2 separate regions of the Mus musculus genome follow, and region 2 is linked to region 1. The links are chromatin contacts, called in public Hi-C maps. All regions are on one chromosome and are shown on one strand. Each heading gives the region's core, a stretch centred on a gene start, on an enhancer-like site or on the middle of the called end of the contact. The rest is flanking DNA. Distances are from core to core; before and after follow the strand shown. Region 1 has its middle 14 kb from the start of Gpt2. Region 2 has its middle 26 kb from the start of Lonp2.

Region 1 (5,246 bases), core at 1,754-4,253:
CTCTCTCTCTCTCTCTCTCTCCTCACTTACTCCCCCATTCCCCACTGTGGATGAATGTGATCAGCTGCCTTACTCTTCTGCCACCATGATTCCCCTACCTACCATGATGGATTATACTCTCAAACTGAGCCAAAATAAACCATCTTCTTAAATTGTTTTTATTATGTATTTTCGCAACAGGGACAAAGATAAATAATAATATAACAAGTCCAACTAGGCTGTATTCTTTCCTGAACTTCAATTCTAGTGAGGGAGACAGACATGTAAATCAATGGCCACAGTCCAATTGCAATACTTTCTCCAAGAATAGTACAATCAAAGAGCCTGAAGAAGAAATGTCAGAATCAGAGAGATCCAAGAAAACTTCTCAGTAGATGAGGTGCTGCCTAACTGTAGAAAATCAAGACCCAAGATGGGGAGGAAAAGGGTGGACCAGATGACTCAACAGGAAACAGTACTTACTTTTGAGCATGGTGATCTGATTTCAATTTTCAGTACCCTATGGTGGAAGGAGACAAGAAGTCCCTCAGGTTGTCCTCTGACCCCAACATGTATACAATGGCACACACACACACACACACACACATACACACACACCCCACACCACCACCACCACCATCAAATAAAATTAAATAAATGTAGTCAGGCAGTGGTGGCGCATGCCTTTAATCCCAGCACTTGGGAGGCAGAGGCAGGCCGATTTTGAGTTCGAGGCCAGCCTGGTCTGTGAGTTCCAGGACAGCCAGGGCTACACAGAGAAACCCTGTCTTGAAAAACAATAAGTAAGTAAGTAAATACATAAATAAATAAAAACTCTTTTAAAAAAATGTCCTTCAAAGCATGTTGCTTCCAAGGAAATGTTACAAAACTTGACATGTTAGTATGGGGTGGACTAGATGGCCTTGGTCTCAGGATATCGACTCTTTGGAACAGGAAGTAACTATACAGAAACTAGGACACACAGATAAGCCAGTGCCTTTAAAGAGAGAGATGAATCAAAAAAGAGCTTTCTAAAAGGAACAAGGAGAAGGCTTGATTTTATCAGTGTCATAACAAGTTTGTTTGCAGAAATGAAGATATCCTAGAGACATTTGTGTCTCTCAATTTGACTCTCAGGCTATTGAAACAACAGACCTTAAAGAAATGAGAAGAACTTCCGTAGGATCTAACTAGGGAGAAGAGAAATGTGACAGCAAGCAGGGAAAACTCCATGAAAGAGGTTTCACGTAGTTCTAACAACCTGTCAGTCTCCCTGACAGGAAGAGACTGGAGCCCAGCCAGCCATGGGTCAATGGGAAGGACCACACTGTCTCCAGGACTGCTTATTTAAACTCCTTATTTAAACTTTTAAAATCATGTCAGGACCTCAAACCTTACTTATCTCAGACTTGAGGGGTTTGCTGGATATCCTTGTTCCTCTTTCAAATGTGGCCACATAGAATGAATCTTCTTTGTCTGCTTTTCATGATCAGTTAGGCTAATTTCATTGGCTTGTTGAGAACAGGTGGCCAAACTTGGCTTCTGACACATGGTATGACCTTCAAATTTTTGTTAACGGTGCCTGATAGGGTAATCATTATACAGTAAGTCCTCAGTAAATATGTGAGTGCTTGTGTTGCTTAAAACAAAGGCCAACTCTAGCCAGGGAGACCACGTATTAGGAATCCAAGTCCTAAAGGAAGAGGACTAGAGAGAGAGAGAGAGAGAGATGACTCAGTTAGGAAAATATTTTGCCATGCAAACGTGAGGACGTGGAGTTTGACCTCTAGCATCCAGGGGACTGGAGAAATGTCACAGTGATGAAGAACACAGGTTGCTAATCCTGATGACCTAAGATTCAATTCCCAGCACCCACAGGGCAGTTCACAACCATCAGTAACTCCAATTCCAGGGGATCCAATACCCTCTTCTGGCCTCCAGTGACACCAGACAGGCACATAGTGTACAGACATAGATGCAGGCAAATGATCCAAACACATCCAATAAATGTATTGATTGAGAAAAAAAATCTAGGTGTGGGAGCATGCACTTAGGAATCTCAACTCTAGGAAAATGAAAACAGGATGATCTCTGGGGCTTGTTGGCCAGCTAGCCTTGGCTCATTATCAAGTCCTAGATCCCTGTGAGATACTATCTTATAATAAAACAAGATAGTCAAGTCCTAAGAGAAAACATCCAAGGTTGACTTCTTGCTTACACACACACACACACACACACACACACACACACACACGAAAAGAAGGCAATAGGAATTTCTTCAAAAAAGATTTGTGTTACCTTTATATAACAAAGCAACACATGCTAATAAAAAAGGGGGAGGGGGAGGGAGGAAGAGGGTTGAGGGAAATAAGTGCCAAGCCAGGACACAGAGAATTCAGCATTTGAATATTGAAATGGAGACTAGGGACACAGTCATCTTTTGTGTCTTGGGCCTAATTTCCATGTTTGAAACCTGGGATTTAAAATGGCCTATTCAGAAAGAAAATTTACACTTCATTAGAGCAAATGTTCAACTGGAGTCCATGATTTCCATCCAGTTGTGAGCTGTACTTGTGAACCAGCTGTGCAGAGCAGCCAAGGAGAGTGGTGGACAACAAACGGCTTATTAATCAGTTCGTTGTATCATATGACACAGGCTGGGAACAAAACCATGACTCCAGTCCTGAGCTCTAGAGCCGTGTTTGTGAATCAAACGCCATGTTGGAGGCTCATTCATCAGCTATCCTTGAAACTCTAGACCAACTTCAAAACAAACCCAACTCCATCCTACAAGTGGGAGGTCTTGGAAGCTGTTGATTGTTGATTGTTGTTGAGTGAGGAGATAATGAAAAGGCCATTTTCAGTCAGTCTTTCTTAGACTCTTCAGAAATATGCTTGGATTCCCACAGTCCTGCCTCCCTGGGGACAGTTGGTCTTTGTTTAAGCAGCACATACTGGTCTTTATCCAGGCATTCGCATACTTACTGAGGACTTGCTGTGTAATGATTACCCTATCTATCAGGCACTGTTACCAAATCTGAGGGTCACTGCAATGTCAAGGACTGATCTAGACCTTGTCCCAGGCCAGTCAATGTTCTAAGTGCATTAAATCAGTTTTGTGTCACAAGGACCTTGCGAAGGGGAGGCTGATAGCTTTCATTTGCACAGAGAAGTTTGATAATTTATCAAGGTCACCCATTCTTCATTGGGAAAGACAGTATTAGAACCAAATGGTCTTCAATACAGTCCACACTCTCAACCACGTGATATGCTGCCTCTGAAGAAAAAAAAAGCCCTGATCCCTGTCATAGCCCACTCTGATAAGTGTGCCTGGTTATCCTGCCTACCTCTTCATTCAAGAGTTTCCGAAGGAGCCGCACACTACATGGCTAATCGCAGCTTCCCCCTGACCCCTGCAATTGTCTCCGGCTGCAACTCTGACCCACTGAAGGCCAGCAGGTTAGGAAGGAGATACTATTCAGGCTTCCCAGAAGCAGCCCCGTTTTCTTTTATCTGGCTTTTCAGCCTATGAGAAGCACCCACTTTACCCCTTTGCTGCTGTGGGGTAGTGTTCTCCACAGAGATAAAAATCAGAGTGAACAGAGTGGAGAAGAACATGGGTTCTGGTCCAGGCCTGCAGCACTCAGTTCCAAGAGTACAGGGCTCCTGGGGTTGCCCAAGACAAGTCCTTCTTTTGACTTGATTTATTTTTATTATTATTGTTGTTATTTTATTTTATTTTTTGGTTCCTTAAGATGGATAGTACTGGGGGCTGGAGAGATGGCTCAGCTGTTAAGATCACTTACTGCTCTTCAAAAGGTCCTGAGTTCAAATCCCAGCAACCACATGGTGGCTCACAACCATCCGTAATGAGATCTGACAGCCTCTTCTGGTGCATCTGAAGACAGCTACAGTGTACTTACATATAATAAATAAATGAATCTTTAAAAAAAAAAAGGATAGTACTGTGTAGTCCTAGCTGGCCTGAAATTAACTTTGTAGGCCAAGCTGGCATTGAACCCAAAGAGATCTACCTGCCCCTAGGTCCCCATTGCTGTAAACTAGGGTTGTATTGCCACTGTCGCCACCCCCATCCTGCTAAATGTAGCCACTATTTTTTTTTAATGACCTGGAGTGATGGCCAATATATACCTTTTATTTTGTGTGTGCCAGGGACAGGGCTCTGGATATAGACCCATACTTGTGCATTACACTTTTATCCAGACAAAGGACAGGAAGGGCATAGATAATTCTTCAAAACCATTCATTTTATCATCATAGTTAATCTCCTGTTAATGTTAAAATTTCCCAAAATGCTGCCTCAGCAGGGCAATGGTCAGAGACCAGAGTCTATTGAACACAGGAATGCTACACCCACTGCAGTGAAGTCTGCTTGACTTGATAGGCCTAGAGGCCTGGAAGCACTCACGAGGCAAAGAGTTTCAAGGAAACTATGCCTCCTGGAACCTTGGCATTCCCATAGCCTGTATTCTCAAACCCTGTCCCTGCGTTAGTCTGGTGTATGCTCTCTTTCAGTTTTGTTTTATTATAAGTGCCTTTAAAGATTGATTTTTGACATAGGTAAGCCTCTACCAATGTTCCAGTGTCCTAGAAAATCCTTGAAGCCGATGAGCTTGGAATTCAGTAAGAATTCAGTGAGAATGTTACCTATTCAATAACATTCAAATTTACTTCTAGTAGAGACTCTAAAAGCACTGTCTGCTCTTCCAAAGGTCCAGAGTTTAATTCCCATCAACCCCATGGTGACTCAAACTCATCTGTAACAGTATCTGATACCTTCTTTTGGTATGTCTGAAGACAGTGTCAGGGCACTAACATACATAAAATAAATAATTAAAAAAATCAAGTCAATGGTGAGGTGATTCAGTAACATGTAAGATCTGTTCTTGCAGAGGGCCCAAGTTTGGTTCCCAGTACCCATACCAAGCAGTTCCCAATTGCCTATTGATGTGTATATACGCTTGGACTTGACAAGATGCTGAAACACACACACACACACACACACACACACACACACACACACACACTACAGGTAGAGAATAAGATTAAGTGCACATGCATTTGGGAGAAAGAAAATTTTTTCTTAGATGTAATTTGAAATCCAGAGGAATCCACCCTCAGGAATAGGTAGTAAGTGGGAACTGTAGGCTATTGATTAGCAGATGGACTTATCTGGATGGAGTCTATTGGGTCCATGAGAGGTGGATCTGAGTGGGTTTCCTGTAGCTTATAAGTTTACAAAAGAG
Region 2 (5,698 bases), core at 2,491-4,990, 1.1 Mb after region 1:
CATATGAATGAGTCTTTTCCTGACACTCCTACCTGGAAGAGACCTACTAATCTCGCTTTCACCTGTCCCCCCTCACAATTCTCCAAATCAAAACACAAGTGACAGGGGCTCACTATGTAGCCCAAGCTAACCCTGAACTCATTATTCTCCTGCCTCTGCCTCCCACATTCTGGCATGACGATTATGCAGTCACCATGCCTGGCTCCTATATATTGATTAACAATGTGTTTCCTGTATTTGGGTTAAGGTATTCTACAATTAATACTAAAAGAAGACTTTATCTTTCTTCTAAATTATAAAAATGAGTCTGGTTGTCAATTATATATTTTTTCTAAAGTAAATTCAAATAAACTTTTGTTTACTGAAACAGAAAGTGTTGGTCTGCTCCCAAACAAGACCAGCTCACTTATAGCTCAAGTGGGCATTGGCCACAGGCATCATGGTGCTTACAGAACCCTCTACCACGCCCTCTGAACTCCCCCACAAGCCTCTCCAGGTTCCATCAGACCCTCCTATGGTGATGAGCTTTCCCATATTTAACATGACACACTTGACCACAGTGTGGTTTCTGTGTCAAGTCACTTGGCTGGCCTTCAAGTCTATGACTGCACATGAGTCTTTACGTATCCCGTTCCTCCTGTTTGACATGCGTCTTTCCATAACTCATGCTCACTCACCAGGACCCCTACCAAGTGTCCTATCCCTCATGGCAACTCCAGCCTCTCTCTGCCTCTCATCCTGCTTTATGCCTCGGGCCAAGGACTGCACTTATTTACTTGCTTATCTGTCTGTCTGTCTATCTATCTATCTGTTGGTCCCTCTGCATAGACGCCAGGTGCTTCTTCTCCCTATCAACTCCTCTGTATGATGCTTTTTTTTTCTGAGACAGTGTTTCACTGTGTAACCCTGGCTAGAACTCACTATGATGATCAAGCTAGCCTTGAACTCACCAAAATCCACCTGCCTCTGCCTCCCATTAAAAGCATGTGGCACAATGATCTATGCTTTTCTTTTTTAAAGGTAATAGCTTAACTGATTCTTTTTTATCTTTTCCAAGGTTACTCCCATTTGCCCAGTAGGATTTAATAATCTTTAGAATTGTTTAAACGTGTCAGTTTTTTTTTTTAAAGTAAGAGAGCTGCACTTATCAAGAAACACAGGATATGGACACCGGCTAGTCAGTACATTTTTTAAGTAAAGTTGCTTTAAGGCTGGCCACACAACTCACTGTTAGACTACTTAGCACACAAGGCTATAGCTTTGACCACCAGCACAGCCAAGAAGGGGATGAATAGTGTGGACAGGGGTAAGGGCTTTGAAGGGACGTGTCAAAGATCATGATGGAAACGTATGCATTGCTTTAAGATGCATGACAAATGATTGTCTTTCTTAGGACACTGGTTACCAAGCTCACATGACACCTACAATTGCTTTTCTAGAAAAAGATAAATGCCAGCTAGCATGAAAGGGCTCAGCACAGATAGTGCTAGCCTAACGTCTTTTCTAGCTAGACTAGAAAATCCTGATCCACCACAGGACCACCACAGCCAAGCAGCCAGCCTCTACTACACAGGGAACACTTCTTGGGCAGCTAGGTGTGGTGGTGACAGACTCACAGTACTCTTTGCATACTTCGTGCTCACAGCTGCATCCATAAAAGAAGATAGACAGGCACAGAAGGATGGCAAGATGCAGGTCCCTCTATTCAGATAAGGTTTACTTAACATTTCATTGAAGGTTCCTCCTGGTTCTAAATGCAGGCATCTATGATAACCAGGTCTCCCAGAGGTGGAATAGCTCACAGGGACCCAACACTAAGATCTCAGCACTCAGGAGGAAGAGGAGCAGATAGGTGGTCAGATCCTGAGGTAGATGTCTGTGATACATCATGAGACTGTTTCAAATCACTAAGTATTGAAGATATAGGTTAATGGCAAACTACACTGCAGTCTTCAACATTAGTTAATAATGGTTAAACATATAACATAGGCTCTTACCACTCCCCCCCAAAAAAGGTCAAAATGCAACTTAAAACAAATGTCTTACTAATTTTTAAAATGTCTGTTGGGTGTCATTTGTATTACACCGCTCATTTAAATCATCTTCCCTTTACTGTACATGAAAAGGTCACAATAGAAAAGCTCAATGGGTTTTCTCTTGATAGCAAGACAGACAGTATCAGGACAGACAGTTTTCCATGCGGGGAGAAGCAATGTCGAATACGTGGAGGCTTAGGTGTTTTGTTGTTGTTTTTAAATCCATATTTGAAAATATTTAGTCCAAGTCACAGAATTTTTCTCAGTAGACAACCCAATGCAGTGTCATTAGCTGGTTTAACTTTAAAACACAATATTCTTCTCTAAATGTACTGTATTTGGACAGTGAAAAGAAATCTTAAGACTAAGAACATGATCTGAAATGAAAGGGGAGCCGAGGAAATGAATATGGATAGAATCTCCTCAGCGTCAGTCAGCAGGCACTCACTCAGCTCAGCCATGTCTCCCACTAAGCAACACAAGGTTGATCTGCTGAACTGTACCCGAGCAGCTCATGGAAGAATTGCGGAAACCTGCCAGGACAGAGCCCAGTTGGACTATGAGTTTAGCATCAGACCTGGCCCGGCGCTGGACAAAGACTTCTCCTCCTGGCTCTGAAGAGGTGTAAGATAAAGTCCAAAGGCTGTAGAATAACAGGTAAAACCATGTAGAGTCCCCGAAGTCTTTTTCCAGCCTCTTACCTACAATAGGAACCATGCTACCTCATCTTTGGCTAATTCCTTGTTCCCTCAAAGTCTCCAAGTCCTCCCTGATAAAATGAGGGATAGTATTTCCTAGAGTTGGGAGGATTGTACAGCTCTGAAAACACACTAAACCTCTAGGACCTGTACAGTCTTACAAGGTCAGGATTATGATGAGCATGCCACATGTGATACTCATGGAAAGGGCTCAGAACACTACCCCCACTCAGGCAAACATTCTGTCAGAATCAGCTCTCAGTGTGTCCTACAGATAAGACAAGTCATGCAGGGCTGCCTAAGACCAGCAGTTTCAATGCCACAGCAATGCCACAGATCCTGGGTCTGAGCTGAATTTACCTGTGACTGCCCCGTCTTGAGGCACACATTAATGTGACCTCTAATAGCCAACAGTCAGGAGATTACTGGAAGTCAGTGAATGCTTCACCTTAGAAGGGTTCCTGTCTAAGCATCTAAATTGGTGTCCTTGTTCCACTAAAGTTAGAGGATGGGGAGTGGCTTGGTCATTTGCTCAAGGTCACTCAAATAGGAAATGTCACTACTATGACCTAGATTGGCCTCTCTAGTCTCCCCAACCCCTAGAACACCCCTTGTCTTCACAGAGGGATTTTCTTAAAGACCATGGCACCAGCTGACAAGCCACCCTCACTTCTGCAAGTTTTACTCAAGTGCTACAGCTTGAATAGATAAAAATACCCTTCCCAGGTTCATGTGGAAACCCTGGCTGCCAGGTGATGGGCTCGTGGGAGTGACTGGATCTTGTGTTCTCTGATCTAATGGGTAGATTACTGCCTTGATGGAGTCAAAATTTGAGTAGATCATTGAGAGGCGGGTAAGAAAGTGCGTGACTGAGAATGAGTCCCAAAGGCTTTATCTCACCTCCACCCTTCCTTTATTCTCACTTTCTCTGCTTCCCGGCTGCTGTGATGTGGGCTGCTCTGCTCCACTGTGTAATTCCTGCTACAGCAGTCTGAAACCTATGAACTGTGACCCAAAACAAATAACTCTTCCCTAAAGTTGTTAGGGTCAAATGCTCTGTCACAGTGGTAAAAGTCTGGCCCGCAGAAAATAGGAACAGAGGGAAGTTAGCAGCATCTATTAAGGTCAATATTAAAAAGAACAGAGAGAGGAGGGTTTGACTTAATACAGAAATGCAGACATGTTGCTATTCAGGAATGTCTTCAAGTAGCTCTCCTGGAGAGTATCCAGGTCCTGTTGACCAAGCAGAGCTCTCCTTTAAGTGGGGAAATACATGGAGGTCGGGGACAGATTAAAAGCTACCTTGCCTTCTGATGCCTCCAAATGAATTTAGTTCAATTAGAATCATAGTTTTGTTTCTAGGATCTTTTGTAACATACTTGAGTTACAACAATCGGAAATTTCACAATCACTAGAAGAAATTAAAAGGCAAACAAGCCAAACCCTCAGGGATTCCCAGAATGGGGCTTGGGCTAGTGTCTTTCCTGTTCCTGTGAGCTTTGTGTCGCAACCAATAGTAAACATATACCATAGTACATCAGCACCATCCTCTCTTGACTATACCAAGCCCACCATAGCCCAAGCCCCGTTCTGCATTGTTCGGTCATCACTGTGAGCCTAATGATCATCATCAAATCTGCCACTGGTAATATTTGATGACGATAGTTCTGAGAGAAGGTGTGCTGCCCTGGACAGCTTGATGCTATAACCATATCAAGCATATGAATTCTGACACAATACACCTGAAACTTCGGCCTTCTCAGTTGTCAAATGCAGGTGCCCACACACATTCAAATGACACTTAGGGCAATTATAAGCAACTATACATGACAGTGCTCAGCCAAGAGACCATGTTGAGGAACACTGAACACTTAGACTCGCACTGCCAGCAGCAGAAGAAAAGCTGTTCTCGTCTGACTTGCTTAGTAGCCTAATGGACTATCAGCAACTGCAGTGTTCTGGAAAAGGCTAAACTACGGGGACAGAAAAACTGTCATTGATTGACAAGGACCTGAGAGTAAGGAGGAAGAGGAAAAGGTCAACCCCAGAATTTTTAAGAACAGTGGATTGATTCTCTATAGTGCTGCAATGGTGGGTACATACATTAGCCAAAATCTATATGTGAACCCTGGACTGTAACACTAGACCGTAGTGATATTAGTTCATTGATTTTTACAAATGTCCATACGTTAAAAATAAAAGAAAGTAAATGATCAAGGTAAGGAAGGGTGTACAGGAATTATTACTTTCAATCAGTTTATTTATAAAAACAAAACCTTCTCCCTAAATAAAATATATTGATTAAAAAATAGAACTTGTGGGAGGTTGGGAGACGACCTGGGCTCAACATCCAGGCCTATATCACATTCTCAAACTTGTGAAAGGAGATAGACACTGTTTTCGTGGCAAAGGTTCTTGGCAAAGGTTTCTTGGTAAAGGATCCTGGGAAGCAGGCTTGTGCAAATTATCAATGTGGGACTGTAGCTCGGTACCAGCTGGGCAAAGGGCAGCCAAGGATTGCCTGATATGCTACCTGGTTTTGCTGTCATCCTGGTCTGTTAGTTGTCATTGATGTTTTTTAAAAGAAAAGAACAGAGGATCAGACCACATGCATGTAGAGAAATGTGTTGAAGGAGCACCTTTCTCTCTAAGGTAATACAAGATAGAGGGTTTGGTAGAGGACGCAGACACGTGCTGAGCCCCCTAATCAGTGTGTGGGCTATCTTCTCTTGCATACTCTCCCCACTGCCCTGCCATGGGCCGGGCCCCCACTGTGCATCTCTGAGGCCTCAATAGCTTACTTTTAACTGGGATGCAAGCAGTACAGAAATTCAAGTCCCTGTGGCCCTTGCTAGTGTGGCTCCAGATTAGAGCCTGCCAAGGAGAGGAGCTCACAGAGAGTCTGAAGGGTGGAGGGTCATAGAGAAGCTCTTACTCCCACACGGCAACCTAAATGTGTGAAAT

Evidence for each region. Hi-C and Micro-C count contacts between places; a contact is called where the count stands out from the background.
Region 2: a contact with region 1 is called in a Hi-C map of liver, with 2.5 times the contacts expected there. The contact joins two enhancer-like sites. A contact is called at or near these places in 3 of 484 Hi-C or Micro-C datasets (the MC3T3-E1 cell line, liver and nephron progenitors), 3 of 115 datasets of contacts at active chromatin or transcription factors (embryonic stem cells, hepatocytes and kidney) and 1 of 9 other capture datasets (embryonic stem cells).

What each region holds. Positions count from the first base shown.
Region 1 is chr8:85,475,573-85,480,818 of GRCm38.p6, forward strand. No RefSeq gene overlaps it. Among named protein-coding and RNA genes, the nearest start is that of Gpt2, 14 kb to the right of the region's middle. Within about 2 kb of position 3,004, at least 19 of the 459 cell types and tissues checked have an H3K27ac peak or open chromatin away from gene starts, as enhancers often do. A contact at or near this core is called in hepatocytes and liver, where this site is marked.
Region 2 is chr8:86,595,296-86,600,993 of GRCm38.p6, forward strand. No RefSeq gene overlaps it. Among named protein-coding and RNA genes, the nearest start is that of Lonp2, 26 kb to the right of the region's middle. Within about 2 kb of position 3,741, at least 9 of the 459 cell types and tissues checked have an H3K27ac peak or open chromatin away from gene starts, as enhancers often do. A contact at or near this core is called in hepatocytes and liver, where this site is marked.